Regions from separate parts of the Mus musculus genome. Here region 2 is linked to region 1. The links are chromatin contacts, called in public promoter capture Hi-C maps. All regions are on one chromosome and are shown on one strand. Each heading gives the region's core, a stretch centred on a gene start, on an enhancer-like site or on the middle of the called end of the contact. The rest is flanking DNA. Distances are from core to core; before and after follow the strand shown. Region 1 holds the start of Erap1 (endoplasmic reticulum aminopeptidase 1). Region 2 holds the start of Pcsk1 (proprotein convertase subtilisin/kexin type 1).

Region 1 (2,818 bases), core at 168-2,667:
GAGAAAGGATATTATATTATCCACCTTAATCAGGCCTAGTTTATGTTGTGCATAAATGTGCTAGTTTGAATAAGTTTAGCCCTCATAGACTGATGTGTTTCTATGCTTGGCCCATAGGGAGTGGCACTATGAAGAGGTGTGGCCTTGTTAGAGGAAGTCCATCACTGTGGAGTTGGGCTTTGAGCTAACCAATGCTCAAGCTCTGAACAGTGTAGAATCTGAGTATTCTTCTGGCTACATTCGGATCAAATATAACGCTTGGTTCCTCCAGCACAAGTCTGCCTGCACCATTCCATACTTCTCACCATGCTGATAATGGACTAAACCTCTGAAACTGTAACCCAGCCCCCAATTAAATGTTTTCCTTTGTAAGAAAAAAAAATGTCCCTGGTGGTACATAGTTTTTGCAAAAACAAGCATTGAAAACAGTGTTGAGAAATAATGCTCAGAGGCTTGGATGCCAAGTTCTCAAAGGGCAGGACACTGAGAACTAGGCCTAAGCAAACTGGGGAACAGCCAGGATAATATTTGGACAGGAACTAGAATGTGTGTTTGATTACTTCTGTGTAAAACTGGCTTTAAATTTATTTATTTAAATGTAGGAGTGCTGCATGTTCACCTACCTGCCAGAAGAGGGCATCAGATTCCTTTCTAGATGGTCGTGAGCCACCCTATAGTTTCTTGGGAATTGAACAAATGAACTCTGAAAGAGCAGCGGGTTCTTAACCACTAAGCCATCTAACCTTGCCTGGCAGCGGTAGCACACGCCTTTGATCCCGGCTCTCCAGGCGGATCGGCAAGTACGAGGTCAGACTGATCTACAGCTAGGGCTGTTTCAAGACAGCTAGGGCTGCACAGAGAAATCCTGTGTTGAAAAACCAAAAATAAATAAATAAATAGCAATCCTCTGTAGTGTAGTGTCTTTTCCTTATTAGGGGTAGGGAAGTTCTGGGGGCCACCTCTAATCTCCCCCCCCCCCCCCCCAGCATATAAGGTACCTACACTGAACAGAAAATCCCCAGAGCACTCAGAATTTGACTTCCCAGGTTGAATCTTTTGGGGGTGGGGCAGGGCTCTCAGATGAAAACATCTGCATCCAATAGGTGTCCTTCCAAGTTGGCAGGCCAATGCCATTTTGAGCACTACCTTTGCACATTGCTGCATTTCTTCCGTTAGTGAAGTTAGCAAACAAAACAAATACACCACGAGATGTGGAGGAGAAAAAAGTCCACGTTTTGATGGGTGCGCCTCCCTGCCTGGTGCTCTGCCAGTCCTGGAGAATGCATTCCCTATCAGGGTCCCTAACTTTGAGTTCCCGAAGCCCTGGCTAGATCCCTTAGGCTTGCTCTCTTTTAGCGCCTTAGCAGGTTCACTTCACCCTCAGCCCCACGTGCCCTGCCGGTCCACCTTCACTTTCACTTTCGGTCCCGGGCGGCCAGACTGGCGGCTGTGATGAAGGTGAGGAGTCTCGGCCTGGCCCGGTGGAGGACTGGGCCCGCACGGTACAGGGCTGTGGGCAGCTGAGGGTGGGCTCTGGCTAACCGACCCCGGTGGAGGCCCGGGCTCAAGTGCGCAGGACGGGCGCGGAGGATCGGGAGCAGGAGTCTGAGCACGCCGAGGAGCGTGAAGCCCCGGCAGGGCGCTGCTGGCCGGCCCGGCCCGGAGAAAGCCGAGGCTGCCGGGCCGGCGTACTCGCTGGCTCGAGTGAGTCACTGGCAGGAGCTGACCACGAGCCGCCTAGCTGCTGGAGACTGGCCAGCGGTCCATCCCACTAAAGCCTAATGGCGACCAGGGAGGACTGGGCGGACCTAGGGAGCGGCCTGTGGAGAACACCTTGAGAGTATTCCCAGAGAAAGCGAAGAAGCGCTGGGGAGGGCACAGAGTGTCCGGAAGGCTCCCTCTCTTCCGCCTGTACTCCCTGCAAACCGGGCCCCACTCCCAACTCGGTCCCTCTCCCCCTCCCTCTCCCGCTCCCCTCTCCCTCCCCCTCCCGCTCCTGATCACTATCTGGATCCCGCCCCCCAAGGCTACATGAGGCCATTATAGAGAAAGCTTTATTTGAACTTGTTTGAGCAAAATGAGTGCCTTTTCTGTTATGTTGCTAGAATGGTTAATTTCCTAAGAGGAAGGGAAGGACCAAGAGAACACACTTTGTTTAAACTTTTATTGATGGTTCTTTGGGTAACCCGGGTTTGGAAAGACAAACTGTGTTTTCTTTAGAAAGCCAGAATTCCTGTCAGCTCCATATATGGTCAATAATTTAAAACCTTTTTAAAATTGGCCACAGTTGTCAAAGCTCCCACCTCCACCCCTTTCCTGCCATAGGTTTTTTTTTTTTTTTTTTTTTTTTTTTTTTTAGATTTATTTATTATATGTAAGTACACTGTAGCTGTCTTCAGACACACCAGAAGAGGGCATCAGATCTTGTTACGGATGGTTGTGAGCCACCATGTGGTTGCTGGGATTTGAACTCCGGACCTTCAGAAGAGCAGTCTGGTGCTCTTACCCACTGAGCCATCTCACCAGCCCCCTCCACCCCTTTCCTGATCAGATTTGGAAATGTACCTTGAATCAGCAGCTTTTTAAGGTGGCCCCAAGAGGAAAATTCTAGTATATTTACATAGTTTTAATTCTGCATTGAAATACTTTGTTAGAAGTGACGAGCCATTTTCAGTGCATGTTAACAGAAGTTGGATTATCCTGGGGGCTGTTTGAAAGCTTATGTGTTGCTGAGATTGTTTTACATTCAGTCCTAATACAAGTGGGAAATCATCCAAACAATTACCTTTAACTTCCCTGAGGACCATGAGGAGTCAGA
Region 2 (2,700 bases), core at 97-2,596, 450 kb after region 1:
CCTCCACTCCCACTCCCTTTAGGAGGTTAAATAATCTTTTTCAGAAAAAAAAAATACACCTCTCAATTTCTTTTCCTTGCCAAGTAGGCCCGGTGAACAAGATGCACATAGTAACCATCATGACCCTCATCAGACTTCCACTAAGGCTTCCTAGTTTGCTGTTCAAAGGAGGGAAAGACCCAGGTCAAACAGAAAGCTGCTGAGAGCTGGCCAGGGCAGCAGCGCCCTTTCTGCTCAGAAGGCTTTCATAGAGGCACTGAGATTATCGCTGTCCACACATCGGTGCTGAATATTAAAGGCTGGGGTTTGCTCTCCTCTGTTCAATCCCTCCAGTTAGAGTCCATCAAGGCAGTATGATTGCTGTTTCGAAGGTGGGCATAGGGACGTTCTCTTATTCTCCCTCTAAGGGCAATCTGTATTCCACAAAGATTCTTGCTGTATTTTATGTGAAAGTACCAGCACAGCTTCAAGTCAGTGCCAAAGTTAAAATCTCCAGTGAGGGAAAAATAGAAAGTTCTGGGTTAATGAAACTTGCCACCTCCCTCACTGAGTCGATATGAAAGTCTTTGGGGCTCTGAACCTCCTCGTTGAAAATTTAAAACATGTTTCTATGTTAAAAACTCATGTTGCTAATCAATCAGTCTTCCTTTTCTCCTTTTTAATGTAAACACTGTAATGATGGTGGCCCTGGGCTCCAAATGATCTGGGGTCGAATTTTAGAAACTGCTTTAGTAGGGGTCAGAAGCAAGAGAGGAGGAATTACGAGTGATTTAAAACGCACTATAAAAATGTTGTTTCAACACTGTGTAGAGGAAGTGCTTATTTCCTTACAGGATTTGAAACAATGCATCAGGTAGCTTCGCTCCTCTGCTCCCAGCCTCTGAAAGATCAAAACACGAGTCCTAGATTGTGTCTGTTTTATAACAAATGCTGATACTCAAGAACCATTATAAGAATTCTATCATCACCAGGCACATTCATAGGAGATATAAGGTAAGATAGAGAAAATAGATGGAAGGCGGGGGTGGGAGGTAGGGAGTGAGGGGTAATTGTTGTGCTTCCTGCCTTGGGATCTTGGTAGTTATATTCAAATGAGGCGGTTCTCTTTGAAGAATGGAGATGTTTCTCACAGCTACAGTATTTATGAACAGGCAGCAGAACTGACCGATCCCACCAGTTTCTTTTCCTTTTCTTAATCCTTCCCTGCCTATTTTAGTCACTTCTCCACCCCGCCGGGAATACCATCCAGTTCTCAGTCCAGGTAGATCTGACGTCAAGAGATGGCTTTCGTCGATTTGACGTGTAAACACTCATTTCTATTCTGGTTGGTAAGGCTGGGGCTCCACTCAGTCGGGAGACTGAAGCACTTTAGTGAGCGCTCGCTCTCGCCGCCCAGCCTCTCCCAGTGAGCCTCTAGCTCTAGTAGAGCAACCCAGAGCCAGGAGAGGTTTTAAGCTGCTGGGTGGAAAGGTCGAGTCTAGCTGGTGTGTCTCTGATCTTGCTTCTTTTCTCCCAGCCCTTCCTACTTGTGTGAGAACAAGGTTTTGAGCCATGGAGCAAAGAGGTTGGACTCTGCAGTGTACTGCTTTCGCCTTCTTTTGCGTTTGGTGTGCACTAAACAGTGTAAAAGCAAAGAGGCAGTTTGTTAATGAATGGGCGGCGGAGATCCCCGGAGGGCAAGAAGCTGCCTCTGCCATCGCCGAAGAACTGGGGTATGACCTTTTGGGTCAGGTAAGAGTTTCCACTTTCGAAAAACTTTCTGGGGCTTAAGGACTCTGGTAGGGCTAAAGTGAAGTGGGAGCCGCTTGCGCTACCCGGCGCCCAGTGTCGCAAGCAGCTCGGAGAATCCTCCCCCTGCTCGCGCTTTTAGAGGAGAAATGCTTGCATTATTTACTGTTTGGGCTGGGCGCCGCTAAACAAGAGGAAGCTGCTCAGCCGACACTGTTCTCTCTGTTGTTGGCTCTAGACTTGAAATCCTCTTCCTCGAGGTTTGGAAAATGAAATAAAAAGCCTTTTACGTTTGTTCGGGGAACTTGAAGGTGCACAGGGGCTCTCGTCTATCTTGGGAAAGGAAGTGAGCTCGGTCCCCTGGGACACAGGAGGCTTGCGGCCAGAGCTGACGCTTTCCTTCTTTTTCAATATGGCAGCACCAGCTCCCAGTACTGAAAACAGGGGACAGGCAGGCTTGAAGATTCCTGAGTGTAAGGGCGCGCCCAGCTGCTGGTACTAGTGACTCCCCAGTCAGGTGATGGTGGTGGTAGTTCAGAATCTGTAGGGGAAACTGGAAGGGGATTAGGTAGGGGAAAAAGTCCGAGCATCGCCAGTGGGGGAGTTCAGGATTTTCCCTGATAACTTGTGAAGTCTGAGCTTCCTAACTTTGCATGGCCAGTGTCTTAGCATGGTCTGGTTGCAGAAATGACTGTGGGGAAAGGATCTCTTTCTGTCTTGTACCTCGGCCGTGTGCACAAACATTTCCTGGGGTTTTCGGGTTATGAGATAAACTGATATTTGTCCAAGTGTATGCTGAATTAACAGACAGGTGGGGAGGGGTGCGCAGAAGCATTAAGTTGGAGTCTGCTTGGCAGAGCAGTCCCAAAAGAGAATCACAGAGGGTGTGATTTCTAATCTGAGCATTTCTTTCCCTTGAAATGGAGTCAAACCCCTCACCATTGCCAGGGAAATTGTCCACAGTTAAGGGGG

What was found. Promoter capture Hi-C pulls out the DNA fragments that hold promoters and counts their contacts.
Region 2: a contact with region 1 is called in a promoter capture Hi-C map of embryonic stem cells, with 11 times the contacts expected there. The contact joins the promoter of Pcsk1 here to the promoter of Erap1 in region 1. A contact is called at or near these places in 15 of 39 promoter capture datasets (the 3T3-L1 cell line, 3T3-L1-derived adipocytes, the C10 cell line and 10 more), 6 of 484 Hi-C or Micro-C datasets (cerebral cortex, cortical neurons, embryonic stem cells and 1 more), 7 of 115 datasets of contacts at active chromatin or transcription factors (bone marrow-derived macrophages, embryonic stem cells, forebrain and 2 more) and 1 of 9 other capture datasets (pancreatic islet).

What each region holds. Positions count from the first base shown.
Region 1 is chr13:74,638,436-74,641,253 of GRCm38.p6, forward strand. Erap1 (endoplasmic reticulum aminopeptidase 1) reads left to right here and starts at 1,418. Exons shown (of 19, transcript NM_030711.5): 1 at 1,418-1,458.
Region 2 is chr13:75,088,511-75,091,210 of GRCm38.p6, forward strand. It overlaps Pcsk1 (proprotein convertase subtilisin/kexin type 1), which reads left to right and starts at 1,347. Exons shown (of 14, transcript NM_013628.3): 1 at 1,347-1,731. The coding sequence starts at 1,552.